2 separate regions of the Macaca fascicularis genome follow, and region 2 is linked to region 1. The links are chromatin contacts, called in public Hi-C maps. All regions are on one chromosome and are shown on one strand. The core of a region is the stretch at or near the end of the contact, and the rest is flanking DNA. Distances in the headings are between cores, read along the strand shown.

Region 1 (3,150 bases), core at 259-2,758:
TAAATGCCTTTTAAACATGTGTTTTGCTCTGTAGCACATGAGCTAGCCCTATCCTTCACCTCTCTCAAGAAAATGCTATTAGACCCGCATTACTTGTCAGTTATTTGGAGTTGAAAAAACTTTTTGAGATACCAACCAAGGACTAACAATTAGGGTGCAGAGCTAAAGCAGAGGCTAGCTACTCAAGGAGGTCCAGTCATGTTCTAGTATAAACACACAAAAGCAGTTTCTCTAATTAGAAAGGACGACTTAGGGGAACCAAAACAGGCCGACCAAATCTTCACTAGTGGTCTGTTTCCTGCAGAGCTCTAGAATACACGGTTTCCTTTTTTTTTTTTTTTTTAGATGGAGTCTCCCTCTGTTGCCCAGGCTGGAGTGCTGTGGCGCTATCTCGGCTCACTGCTAACCTTCGCCTCCCGAGTTCAAGCCATTCTCCTGCCTCAGCCTCCAGAAGAGCTGGGATTACAGGCGTGCATCACCACGCCCAGCTAATTTTTAGAATACACCGTTTACTCTTAATACCCTTAATTCAGCCCTTTAGTTCTTATTAGCCAGTGTTATTAACGCCATTATAGAGCCTTAATGGGGATAAAACCAACAAGAGCTGGAACGAAGGGCAGCAACCTACAATCCTAAGAGTAAATCACAGGCTACTAGTGTGTAAATTATTTGGTCCCAGGATTTCCCCAGGGTCTAAAGGCACTTACTTGTTGATGAACTCATATCCGGACATAATGTTGCCTAGTTGATCAGATCCGCCCAGCTGGACCCTGCATCCATAACGCTGGAAGAGGTAATAGAAGTCATAGGCCTGGAGCACCTGGTAAAAGAATTCGGCCAAGCTCATGCCTTCCGCGCTCTTGAGCCGCAGCTGCACGCTCTGCCGGCTCAGCAGCGTCCCCATGCGGAAGTGACCCCCAACTGCCGCCAGAAAGTCCACCAGGTGCTGCTTCTGGTACCAGGCCGAGTTGTCCAGCACAGTGAAGCTGCCCCAGGAGCGCCCATCAGTGAAAAGCTGCTGGTGATTAGCCGCCAGAGCCTCAAGCCCTAGGCGCAGGGCGCGCGCGTTGGCTCGCACGCGCTCTGTCTCCAGCGCCTCGCGTTCCTTGGTACGGCCGCTCGGGTCTCCCAGGCGCGCCGTGGCGCCTCCCACCAGCGCGATCACGTTGTGGCCCGCTCGCTGCAAATGAAACAGGCCCAGCAGCGCAAGAAGATGGCCCACATGAAGCGAGTCTGCCGTGGGGTCGAAGCCACAGTAAATGGTTTGGGGAAAACTCGCCGTGCCACGGTCGAAGAGCTCTGGGAGTTCTATTTTCGTCCCCGTCTCCGGGAAGAAGTCCTTGAACAGTCCTCGAGCCTTCTGCGCTGCCAGTAACCCCTGAGGGCCCGAGTGGGCCTTACGCAGCCCCAAGGGCAAGAAAACTGAGAGATTTAGGGTACCAGACCAGCGGCCCCAGGAAAAGGACCGAAAGATGGGCGCCGCCATATTGATGGCGGCACGAAGGGAATGCTGGGATTGCAGAGGCCCCGCCACACCCACCTGCTTGCCGCGCCTAGGGAAGGTACGTCAGTGTTTTTCTGCGCATGCCCAAGGCGGTTACGTAGTTACGGAGCTTGCGCTCTCAGCAGTTGAGTTCCGACTCCAAGTGGCGATTCCGCCTTAGAGCCGTCGCTTTAAGTTCCCTGAAACTTAATTTCCCCATTCGCAGTGTGGATCTGCTTGATAGTTCCTACCTCATAAGACTGTTGTGAACCTTAAGAATTAAAGCATTTGGCACATAACGCTTCACAAATGTTAACTTGTATTTAAATTTTCACGTAAAAAGATTGTGATGCGCAAGTTCTTTGAAGTCTTGGTTCCGTGCAAAAAGCTGCTCACAGAGGTTGAGAAAGGTTAGGAGTTGGTTTAACATCTCGGAGAGAGAGTTGCTGCTGAGACGCAGGCAATTTCATAGTACCGATTCCCCAATTGCACCTCAGTCTCCAGTATTCATCAGCTCTTCCAGGAGGTGGCAGTCTTGTCCAAGCTATAGCAAGAAAAACTCAGTGCAATAAAGTACATGTATCAAGTCCTGTGGTTTATTTATTTATTTTAAATACAGTTAACTAGGTTGGGACACAGCTTAGCATGAGTGGATTCAAATTAGTATTCACATCGTGCAGCTTGACAAGTGCTCTGAATACTCACCAGGGATGAGGTGCTTACTGGCAACTGGCTGGCAGGTAATCTAGCTTCAAAATCCCACGTTAGAGCCTGATTTCTAGGACCGCTTTCAAAACCCCTGGACTCTGAGTTGGGGGGAGACTGGTTTGCAGGAGGGTTACTGGAGTGTGCTCTTAAGAACAACACGTATAATGGAGTGAGGGAGGCCGGGTTGGGCGGAGGGAGAAAGAGGTTGAACTGTGAACAATTTGTAATAGAGGCCTCAGGCAATCCAGTAGGGGCTCTGGAGCCGGGATTTCCTTTCAGAGTCATCCTGAATTGAGGCCACAGGGCAGACCTTTAGACCCTCTTACTGACTGCTCATTAAATGTGGGATGTTTCTGGGGAGGAAGCAAAACGCTGCTGGGTAAGGCTTTTGGAGAGGGAGAGGTGCAGAAAGGAACCAGCTGTGAGCCATAAGCAACCAACACTCCCAGCAGCTGGGGGATTGAGTGCCTTGGTCCTGGGGCTGGAGTCTGGGCCATGTTCCAAATCATTCCCTACAGGACTTTTCCATTTTTTAACGTTATAAAGTCATCTAACAAAATGAAAACTTATTTTAATAATTAGTTTCTTTGCATGTATAACTATCAGTGAATTAGTTTCTCATTGCCAGATAGTAACTTCAATAGGATTTTGAGATACTCATTCAATAGACTATTAAACATACTCCGAACTGCATAAGAAAATAGTGTGTTCTTTTATGTTATTCAAAATATCTTAAAATTTGCAATCATAACCTGTTGATCTGCAGTCTTTTTTTTTTTTAAGTGTCACTCGGTTGCCCACACTGGAGTGCCGTGGCAGGATCATGGTTCACTGCAGCCTTGAACTCCTAGGCTGCAGAGATCTTCCTGTCTCAGCCACCCAAGTAGCTGGAACTACAGGTGTGGACTACCATGCCTGGCTAATTTTTATTTTTTATTTTTGTAGAGACGGAGGTCTCA
Region 2 (3,150 bases), core at 247-2,746, 1.3 Mb after region 1:
CATAAATGTCTAGTCTTGTTATACTCCCTTTAAAAACTACCCACTTTTCTAGGGTGGGTCAGTAAGCTGCAGAGTGTATATATAACACGATTTAGCAGGTCAACAGGTCAGGGGCTAATTACTTGTAGATCACATCAACCTCTTGAAGACCGAATCATCTGGAGATGTGTTACAAGTGACTTCAACAGTAAGTACAGCATGGACTCAATAATAAAATGGGAGATAATGGTTAAAACAAAGCTAAGCATCACATCAGAGTAGGATCCTGACATGATTTTATTCCAGTAATGTAAATGTTCCCATCCTAGCCCTCATTCACCACTACCTCCTCTTATCATTGAGGAAACAGGCAGAGACAGAATGGAAAGGCAGTCAGCTTAATTTAAGAAACTTTCTTAAGTTCAGAAAGACTGAATTAGTTTTGACCCAGAAAAAGAGCTCAATTGAGAACTCTGAGGTTAGCAACCTTAAATCCTGACTCAATTCTGATATATTCCTGCCAAAGGCAACGTGACTGAGGTTACCTGAGAGACAGTTTTTCTGCAAAACATGGCCAACCATGCTCAAGACAAAATTACAACACATAATTTATCTTTGGCATTCTTCAAATTATTTACCTCATCTCCTGTTCCCAACTCTTAATCCCAGAATACAGGAATTTGATGATGTCTATATAGCCTATAAAAGTCCACAAATTGAAGTGCCTACTGTGTGAAAGCCATTGGGGGACTACAAACGTAAAGGATGTATAATCCCACTAAGATGTTCACGCTTATGATTTAGTAGGAAAAACAGAACACTGCCTTACAGATATTACAGGCACAGAGAATTCTAAAACATCCCAAATTCTAAATATATATATATATATATATATATATTTTTTTTTTTTTTTCCCAAATCCCACAGGGTACTGAGATATGGCTATGAGAGTGCCTTAGGAATGTCAGTTTAACTAAATCCTGTGAGGGCATCCACATTTTGAAAGAGTTCTCTTTTAACCTAAACAAACAAACGAACAAACACTCCTCTCACTTAAGTTCATTCGGCATTGACGGGTCTCTGGTTCTTCAAGTTTTCATCTGAAAGTCTCAGTCTTTGCTATCACAACCAACGCCCCCTTCCTACACTCCAAAGTTGATGGAATGAAAAGTCGTGGAATTGAGGGTTTAATAAAAAGAACAGAAGTAACGGGGGAAAAATGTGTAAATTTTAGGGCTTGGAATTGGAGACGTGGGGAAACGTCGCCACCTTCTGGTAAGTGATGGAAATGAGCAGGAAAAAAGATCCAAGCTGAGAATCGGCTTTTTTTTTTTTTTCCAAAGCAGCAAGTCACGCACCCCCCGCTTAGGCAAATTCCGAGACCCGCCCTTTCCGGAAGTTTTAACACTCTGTGCGCCCGGGCAATGTGATTGACAGGGTAATCATCCGGTCCGTTATCTAAACCCGTCACTCCGGGAAACAGCGACCCGATCTTTCCGGATCCGCGCTTTCCCAGCATCCTTTGCCTTCCGGTATGTGGCCCCGTCTGGCTAGTCACGTCTAGCGCGCCCATTTCGAGCCCAAGTTTCCAGCTCGGGTTTCCGGGCTCAGAAGTTTCCAGGAGTGGGTTCTTCGGCAGAGGCTGTGGGAGCGGGAATGGCGCAGCTAGAGGGTTACTATTTCTCGGCTGCCTTGAGCTGTACCTTTTTAGTGTCTTGCCTCCTCTTCTCCGCCTTCAGCCGGGCGCTGCGAGAGCCCTACATGGATGAGATCTTCCACCTGCCTCAGGCGCAACGCTACTGTGAGGGCCATTTCTCCCTTTCCCAGGTGGGGTCTCCAACCTGTCCCCACCCCAGGAGAGGCCTGAGAGGTCCCAGCGTCCCCAGCTCCTTCTCCCATCCTTAGACTTAACTCGTCCCGTTCCACCCCACTAGCCCCAGAACATGAAAGAAACTGGGTATAGAATTTTGTTCCTGTCTCTGAGATCTGTGAAATATTTATTAAATGAATGAATAAACAGTAGATCTGTCTCCCAGGAGGGAATGATCTGGGAGAATACTTAATGGGGAACTGAGCGCTCCTGTTGGCAGCTGACGATGTCTATCCCACTTTGTCTTTCCTTGTCTCGGGAGTAAAGGTATTGCGGTGCTCCTTGGAAATACCAGAAAACTTACCTTTAGCTCACCTGTCAAGCACCTCACTATACATTTTAGGGGTGGGATAGTATGGACTGGAGGGATCTTCAGCTACCAAAAAGTGACCATTTATAATCAGAAATTCCTTCCCTGAGTATTTTTAGTGAACTATCTGTTAACTGGATAAACTGGCAACCAGTCCAGTCACATCATTTTTGAATATATATTTGACTGTGCAAGTATGTACATATAAATATCAAAATAAACATCGCCTGCTTTTCTGGTGACACAATATAGGGTACTGGCTAGAAATATAAAGTCTGTTTTAGAGAAAGATCTGATCTTAAATCATGGTGCTGTGATTTACTACTTTTGTGATCTTGGAGATGTTCTGAGTTTCAGAAATTCAGGTTACCTATCTGCAAAATAACAGTAATCTTTACTATAAGGCATATTGTAACGTTAATACAGAGGGTTTGGCACAATTTCTGTCTCCGTTTATGTTAGCTGTCATCATGGAGCCTGTGGACCAAATGTTTTCCTAAACTTAGAGTCCCAACCAGTGTTTCCATGCTTTTAAAAACTGGAGCATTTGCAGCTTATTTACCAAAATAAAGACTTTTTAAAGAACATTTCTTGGAAAATAGAAATAGATTTTAAGTTGTTGTTTTCTGTTGGTTGCTGCTATCTGAACAATCACTAAGCTGGTCCGGGGGCAAAATATAAGAAAAACGAATCCTGTTTTGCCAAGGACTTACTTAATCTTGTCAGAATAACTTCTCAACATTTCTGATTGTTGCTAGAGATGAGACGTAGGCTTGACATGTTTGTGTCTGTCTTGTTCGTATTACCTCTTGCTTTTACTTCATTTCCTTTCATTTTAAAGTGGGATCCCATGATTACTACATTACCTGGCTTGTACCTGGTGTCAGTTGGAGTGGTCAAACCTGCCATTTGGATCTTTGGATGGTCCGAACATGTTGTCTGCTCCATTGGGATGCTCAGATTTGTTAATCTTCTCTTCAGTGTTGGCAAC

Evidence for each region. Hi-C and Micro-C count contacts between places; a contact is called where the count stands out from the background.
Region 2: a Hi-C map of liver shows a contact between it and region 1, with 4 times the contacts expected there. The contact joins the promoter of LOC102129056 here to the promoter of YARS2 in region 1. A contact is called at or near these places in 2 of 2 Hi-C or Micro-C datasets (liver and skeletal muscle).

What each region holds. Positions count from the first base shown.
Region 1 is chr11:35,352,896-35,356,045 of T2T-MFA8v1.1, forward strand. YARS2 (tyrosyl-tRNA synthetase 2) reads right to left here and starts at 1,509. Exons shown (of 5, transcript XM_045365006.2): 1 at 708-1,509. The coding sequence starts at 1,486.
Region 2 is chr11:36,702,875-36,706,024 of T2T-MFA8v1.1, forward strand. LOC102129056 (dol-P-Glc:Glc(2)Man(9)GlcNAc(2)-PP-Dol alpha-1,2-glucosyltransferase) reads left to right here and starts at 1,497. Exons shown (of 3, transcript XM_065524019.2): 1 at 1,497-1,806; 2 at 3,001-3,150. The coding sequence starts at 1,636.